Linked DNA regions of Mus musculus: region 1 is linked to region 2. A link is a contact called in public promoter capture Hi-C data. All regions are on one chromosome and are shown on one strand. The core of a region is the stretch at or near the end of the contact, and the rest is flanking DNA. Distances in the headings are between cores, read along the strand shown.

Region 1 (3,888 bases), core at 984-3,483, 76 kb after region 2:
TACAAGCATCTATTATGGATATTTTAGTTGACAACTTGACTGCATCTCAAGTTAAATAAAACTCCAAAACGAGCACACCTGTGAGGGATTTTTTTCTTAATTAAATCATTTGATGAGGGGGGTCTACTTCTTATCTGGACCTTTGAGGTAGGAAGACCCACCTTTAATCCAGATCTTTTGGGGTGGAAAGATCTGCCTCTAATTAGGGCCACACCTGGAAACCTACATTAAGGACATGGAAGAAGGACTCCTCCCTCTTTCCCTGCTTGTTCTCATCCTTGTCATTCCTTTCCTGGCATTAGAGTCAATTTCTTCCATATTCACCTGTGTGCCAAATTCTTATTTTGTCAAATCCTGAAAATTTTGCCATTATACACAGTCTTCTTAATGCCCACTTTGAATGTGTCTTCACTATTTATTTTTCATTACCAAGATAATGTGTAGATTTCTTCTTCTTGTAGAAAACTTGCTCCACATTCTAGGTAAAGCTGAGCTTCCCTTTGGCCTCCATTCCTGTAGCAGTTCCTTCCCGAGGTAGGCACTGCATTTGTCTTAGATACTCTCCTATTGCTGTGAGAAGACCCCATGACTAAGGCAACACAGGAAAATGAAGTGGAAAGTTCTGGTCTCTTTGTGACATGGATAGTTTTCTGGAAACTGTCTTATGGTTGTGCTGAAGCAGACATGTGGGAAGTTGTTTTGCTGAGAACAGACACGTGGTGTTTTTCTGGAAGCTACTTGGAAAGAAGGCATGTGATGTTTTGTTAGCAGATGCTTGAGAGAACATGTGATGTTTGAAAAGGGTATAAGTATAACCCAACAGACATAGGTGTTGGGTGACAGTGGGTCATCTTGCTATTCTTTGCTAGTCACCGTTTGTTGTGATTTCGTAGAGAGAAACACACCAAAGAACTTCCGGTGGCATTCCAGTGGCTTCTTGCTGCTTCTGTGGACTCTGGCCAATTTGGAAGAGCCTTGAGGTTTCTTCTGGATGGACGCAAGCCACTGCTATGGCTGATTCGTGAATATTGCTTACAAGTGAGTCGAGCTACCACTGCTGATTCCTGTGAATTGAACTGCCTGCTGCTATCCTGACAACAAAGACTGGGATTGCCCCAAAGAACTATTTCTAAACAGCCCACATCCTCCTCTGCCCTATTAACCTTTCCTTTCCACTGCCTCTGGTGGGTGGTAGGCTAGAAGGGAGGTTAAAGCATTTAAGCACACTTAAGTTGGTTTTGAAAAATACAAGCTTACTGGAAAAAAAAATATATATATATATATGAATGAGAGAGACAGAGTCTTTCTGTGTAACCCTGAGTATCCTAGACTTTGTTCTATAGACCAGACTGGCCTCAAATTCAGAGATTCACCTAACTCTGCCTCTGGGAGGAAAAAATACTTTTGTTTTTTCAAGACAGAGTTTCTCTGTATTGCCCTGGCTCTCCTAGAACTTGCTCTGTAGACCAGACTGGCCTTGAATTTAGAGATCTGCTGGCCTCTGCCTCCCAAGTGTTAGGATCAAAGGAGTGTGTCAGCCCTGCCTGGCTGAAAAAAAGAAAAAAACACTTTTAATTAGAGGCTTGCAGACAGTTTCAGAGGGTGAGTCTGTGGTCAACATGGTAGGAAATATGGCATCAGGCAGGCTCTGCCCTAGAGCAAGTAGGTGAGAACTCACATCTGATTCTAAGGCCTCACTTGGGCTTGAACCCTCAAAGCCCACCTACAGAGGTACACCCCTGCAACAAGGCCACATCTCCTAACTGAGAACCAACATCCAAATATATGAGCCTGTGGGGGCCATTCTCCTTCAAACCAATGAAGTGGAAACTTAAGGGTTCTTTGAAAGTCGTTTGGAAGTGGATACAGGTGAAAGATAACACAGATCATCATGAGCAACTAGTCAATTATTCCAGAAATATGTAGTGACCCTTCACAAACAAACTACAGTGGCTGAATCTCTGTTGAGCAACCCCACATGTGGTATAAAATCTCATTACCACAGGTATAAATCACCTCACAAATATTGCGATTGGGGGGAGAGAGGGAGGAAAGAGGAGCGGTTTGGAAGGAGAGAGGGGGAAGGGAGGGGAGAGGTGGAAGGGAAAGAGGGAGGGGTGAGAGAGAAGGTGGAGGGGAGGGAGGGGGGGGCAGGCATTGGCCCCAGCCATTGGACTACATTTCCCAGAGCCACCGGGAGCAGAACGCCGTTTCCGTTTCCTGGCGAGAGTTCGGGGTACTTGCGTCACGAGAGGGTTGTGTCTGGAGGATCTCCTAAGCATCCCATAGAGCAGGCTGCCTGTAGTGGAGCCCGGCGCAGGAGGCGGGACCCTGAGCTTCCCTCGGAGGTGAGCGTGCTGAGGAACGTCTGGAGGACGTGTCTGTGGCATTAGGTGGCGGTGTCTCCCGTGTATACGCCACAAGCCTGTGCTTTTGGAGCCTGTTGCGACCCTTGGTTTGTGGTTGGCGTGCTGTGTGTGAATGAGTTGTGACACACAAGGGTGTGTGTGATTGTTGCTTATCTCACTAGAGATGTTTCTGGGACTGATGGTGTCGGCCCACGTGTATGGTGGAGAAACGGTGCTGTTATAGCGAGGTATTTAGATGTTTATGTCACTCTGAGGTTGTTGATGTACCTGGTATCCTGTGCATAACTGGCTTGCCTCGGAAGACATGTGTGATAGTGTCACTGAGATTACGATTGCTTGTTTCCGTCGCCTGTGACTTTTATAGTGTTCTCCCATTTGGGTGACTGTGTGAGTGCGTGTGTATGAATGTATGCGTGTGTGTTTATGTGTGTACGTGTGTGTATGTGTGTGACTGTAGGATGCTGTGTGCTGTACTCATGATTGTAAAGAAAGTAGAAGTTCACCCTTGTAAAAGAATGTCGCTGACAGTATTTGTCCCTGACAGAATGTTTGGTTATTGTACATGCTTGGGTCCTATATACGAGTTAGTGCTCCAACGGTGTAGCTCTGACAGTGTAAATTGTGACACTAGCAATGTGACTGTGGAAATTTTCTTGTTTCTACCTGTGATCCTTCCCTGATGTGGTAGGGTACAACGGTGAAATTTTGTTGGAATTCATGGGGGGTCCCCACCATGAATCTACCAAAGGATCCTGAGTTGCTTGTGACTTTGTCTCTCCCCAATTACTCCCAGAATGTAAAGACTTAACCCCTCTGTGGGGACGGAGGAAGAGGTTGTCTCTAATTCAGAGTATATGGCAAGAACAACATAGCATCTCATTTAACTTTTTTATTCTCAAAGTACAACACAGAAGAGGAAAAATGGCCATTGTCCATCTAGAAGGGAAGTTTGAGGTAAGCAGATATTTGTCTCCTCAACAGCCTTTATCATGTCAGAAAACGATCTTTGTTTTACTTTATTGTTGTTTTTGTGACTGTCTCCTACCCAAGTCTTCTCTTATAATGGAGGAACAAGGCAATTTATTTATTCCTATTTACTTATTTTTGAGGCAGGTCTCTGCCTGGTTTGAACCTCTTTATGTAGTACACACTGGCCTTGAAATCATAAAGACCCATCGTCCTCTTCCTTCCAAGTTCTGGGTTAAAGGCATGCATTAACTCAATGGCATTTGATGTTTATATTTTGAGAGTAATGAAAATGTGTAATTTGTAATAGATGTTTTCCAATACTGGATACATTTATAAAGAATGGATTTGATGCTCAAATTAAAAGAAAGAGCATTCTTGTACTATTTATGTAACTTTTGGGAGAATTTAGCTTTTGTTTCAGTTTTTTGTTTTGGTTTTGGTTTGGTTTGGTTTTCTTTTTGAGACAGGGTTTCTCTTTGCAGCCTTGGCTGTCCTAGAACTCACTCTGTGGACCTGGCTGGCCTTGAACTCAGAAATTCCCCTGCTTCTG
Region 2 (3,583 bases), core at 194-2,693:
ATCACAAGTCCCAGGCCAGCCTGGGCTGTCGTTCAAATAAACAGCCCACCAATGTCAGGCTAAAGGGGCCCCCACAAACCAAATCTTGGGAAAAAAATAGGCATCAAAAAGAATTAAATTAACTATAACTCATTAAGAATCTATGCATATGTGCTGTTGAGACTAAATTAAACGGGCTAAAGGAAAGCTCTTTCTAACATAACTCTCTTAGGGTTTTATTGCCGTGAAGGGACACCATGACCAGGGCAACTTTTATAAAGGAAAACATTTAATAGGGGCTGGCTTGCAGAGGTTCAGTCCACCATCGTCCTGCGGGAAAGGTGGAGGCTTGCAGGCAGATGTGGTGTACCTTGGGCATATGTGACCTCAAAGCCCCGCCTCTACGGTGATGATACACTTCCTCCAATAAGGCCACACATAAAATCACTACTTGGCATGGGCAAGCATACAAATGCATGAATCTATGGGGCCATACCTATTCAAACCACCACAAGAACATAAGAATAACATGAAAACCCAATCGATTATTCTTTCAGAGAAGCCCATACTGCGATTTCAGGTGCCGTCATTCGGAGCCCCTCTCCTCATGCTAAAGCCTAAAACCCCAAGCCTAAAATAATAAAATAAAATAAAAAGCCGGGTGGTGGTAGCGCATGCCTTTAATCCCAGCACTTGGGAGGCAGAGGCAGGTGGATTTCTGAGTTTGAGGTCAGCCTGGTCTACAGAGTTCCAGGACAGCCAGGACTATACAGAGAAACCCTGTCTCGAAAAAACAAAAAAAAAAAACCAACAACAAAACAAAACAAACAAACAAACAAAAAACCCACAAAACAACAGCCACAACAAAAACTCAAGCCTGCTTTGTTAAAAGAAAACCACGTCCGAAGTGGTGGTGCACACCTTTAATTCCAGCACCACGGAAACAAAGGCAGGTGGATCTCAGAGTTCCAGGCTAGCCTGGTCTACACAGATTCCAGGCTAGCAAGGGCTGCATAGAGAGAGTTTGTCTCAAATAGAGATTTAAGAAGAAAGAAAAACTGGTTAAAAAAAAAAAGAAAAGAAAAAGAAAAAACTCAGGTAGAGGGCGGGGGTGTGGTGGTGTGTGCCGTTAATGTCCACATTCAGGAAGCTTACTGGAGAATCACTTCAATTTCAAAGTCAGCCTGGTGTCCACAGAGAAAACCAGGGTCATTTAGAGAGACCACAGCTTTAAAAACAAACAATAGATGCCCAAACTAGTATAAGTGGTTCAGCCAACGCTCCACGCTGGACCTCAAAGCATCTGGGGGTTAGTTTGTTCAACGCCAGAGCTACTGCTGTAGGCCTAAAGACTTGGCCATTTCTGCCCAATCCTGGATCCTGGAACCAAACTCCCTCTGTCCAGGCCTGCACAAGATGCTACCGAAGGCTCCCCGCCTCCCTGCGGCTCCCTTGTGCGCATGCGCATTGAAGCAGCGAGAAAGAGACACACACAGCCCCACCTCCAACCCCCTTCCCCTGACCAAGAGCTAGGGGCCTGGCTCGCAGCCTCCGCGGGGCTGGAAGCCCAGAACCTAGTCAAAGAAGCTAGTGGCAGTCGGACTCTCAGGCTTGAGATCTGATGTCCCAGAGCCTTCAGTACCACGGTCCCGTCCGTAGCACTTTGGTGCCGCCGCTGCAGCGCTGACCGCGCTGGCAACCCACCCTCCCGGGATACCCGTCAGCTGGGTGGTCCCCGGTCTCGTGCGGCCTACGCTCTTCTCCGGGGACCCGCTCTGAGGACCCCTGGGACTCAGGTGGCCCGTTCGTGGGTACAGCTGCCGTGCTGACGCGCTGCACCTAAACCCCGGCCTGGCTGTGGACAAGGACCGAGAGGGAAGGCGGGGGCCGCGACTTGCACGGTGGAGATACCCTGTGCAGAACCTTAGATTCCCGGCGGGCCTGGGGAGCAGAGAACCGGGGGACACCTCGGACCTAAGGCTGGGCAGCCCCGGACTGGTAACTGGTGAAGCAGAGTGGCCGAAGCAGCAAACTCGGGCACGGGTGACTGTGGGCTGCTGTAGTCTATCTCGCTTGCTGGGATCATACGGATGGGGTCAGCCTGGAGCCCTGAAGCTTGGAAGGGGATTCTGATCAATTTCAGAAAAGCGTAGGGGTGAGGCCAGAGGACGTGGTGGCATACACCTGACTTCTCGGGATTTGGGAGGTGGAGGCAGGGGGAGTAGGCGCTCAAGGTCATTCTCTACTGCCTAACGTTGGGTTGCAAGAGAGAAAAAGAAAAGAGAAGAAGAAGGAAAGAAGAGAAAAGAAAAGAAACAAGGCCTGGAGTGTCTGCCAGTCTTCAGAAGAGACCCTAGAAGCCAGCAGCTACTACTTCTGTTTAAAACAGAGATTATGTGTGAGTTTCTAGAACTTCTGTGTTCCTGTGAAATGCTTGAGTTTTTGTTTTTCGTTTTTGGTTTTTTGTTTGTTTGTTTTTGCTGTTGTTGTTGTTGTTGTTTTGAGTATGGATTTTTTTAATTTCCTTCCCTTTGAAAGACGTTTGTGAAAATGTTTTATTCAACTGTGAGTGGTGTCACTGCCACTCCACTAGGACCAAGTGTTCAAGGCCAGCCTGGGTTACATTGAGACCCTGTCTTTAAAAAAAAAAAAAAGCGAACTATTCATTGCTTTGGGTCTGAGAATTTCCCTGCATTTTCAGTGGGCAGAGACTTAATCAGGATTCCTCTTTGAGTGCGCAGCGCCTGCGGTTCTATGGTTATGTAGCACCCACGTGCTATACATTTAGATGTCCTGTTTTTCTTAGGATTCTCTAATACGGAAATATGTCTGCTAAAGTCTGATGTGTGATTGGTCAAGGACGAGCATGTATTTAAATGATTGAGGTGGTGGCTGGAGGGACCACTGAGGCATTTCCTCAAGCCCCTACACTTTTCGGGTTTTTTGTTTTGTTTTTATTTAAGATTTATTTATTTTATGTATATGAGTGTTCGATCTGCAACATCAGATCCCAGCATAGATGGCTGTGAGTCACGGTGCGACTGCTAGAAATTGAACTCAGGGCCTCTCCAGGCTACACTGGTCATTCTTGTGTGGCACTGGAGCAGCGGCGGCGGCGGCCGATGCATCTCTTGGGGGTGCCGGTGAGAAATGGCAGGGCTAGGGCTAGGGCTAGAGCACTTAGCAAGCTCCGGCTGGACTGCAGGCTTCAGAGGACTGCAAAAACAAGCCAACAAAGACCAGGAGAGCACATTCTTTCTCGTAACATTTATTTTTATGTATGTGCACCTCTTACATGTGTCCGAGGACGCCAGGATACTGCGTCCGGTCACCTGGACCTGGAGTAACAAATGTAAGGACCACGTGGGAGTTGACTGCTGAACTCAGGTTCCCTGGAACGGCAGCCAGTGCTCCTAACCACTGAGCCACCTGACCACCCACCCTACCCAAATCTGTTTTAAGCAGTCTTCTAGGTGATCCTGGTGCATACTGAGGTCTCACAGCCACATTTTGCAGCTGAGTTCCCTGTAGTTTTGAGGAGGTTTTTGGTTTCTGTATAAGTTATCTCTCACCTCTCAGTTTGTGTGTTGGAAGGCAGGTTGTG

Evidence for each region. Capture Hi-C pulls out chosen DNA fragments and counts their contacts.
Region 1: a promoter capture Hi-C map of adipose tissue shows a contact between it and region 2. The contact joins the promoter of Zfp420 here to the promoter of Zfp30 in region 2. A contact is called at or near these places in 8 of 39 promoter capture datasets (the C10 cell line, the HPC-7 cell line, cranial neural crest and 4 more), 19 of 484 Hi-C or Micro-C datasets (the Ba/F3 cell line, CD4 T cells, the G1E-ER4 cell line and 13 more), 7 of 115 datasets of contacts at active chromatin or transcription factors (the 230-238 cell line, bone marrow-derived macrophages, embryonic stem cells and 3 more) and 4 of 9 other capture datasets (adipose tissue, liver, macrophages and 1 more).

Annotation. Positions count from the first base shown.
Region 1 is chr7:29,857,746-29,861,633 of GRCm38.p6, forward strand. Zfp420 (zinc finger protein 420) reads left to right here and starts at 2,234. Exons shown (of 4, transcript NM_172740.2): 1 at 2,234-2,348; 2 at 3,271-3,323.
Region 2 is chr7:29,782,525-29,786,107 of GRCm38.p6, forward strand. It overlaps Zfp30 (zinc finger protein 30), which reads left to right and starts at 1,444. Exons shown (of 5, transcript NM_001360208.1): 1 at 1,444-2,377.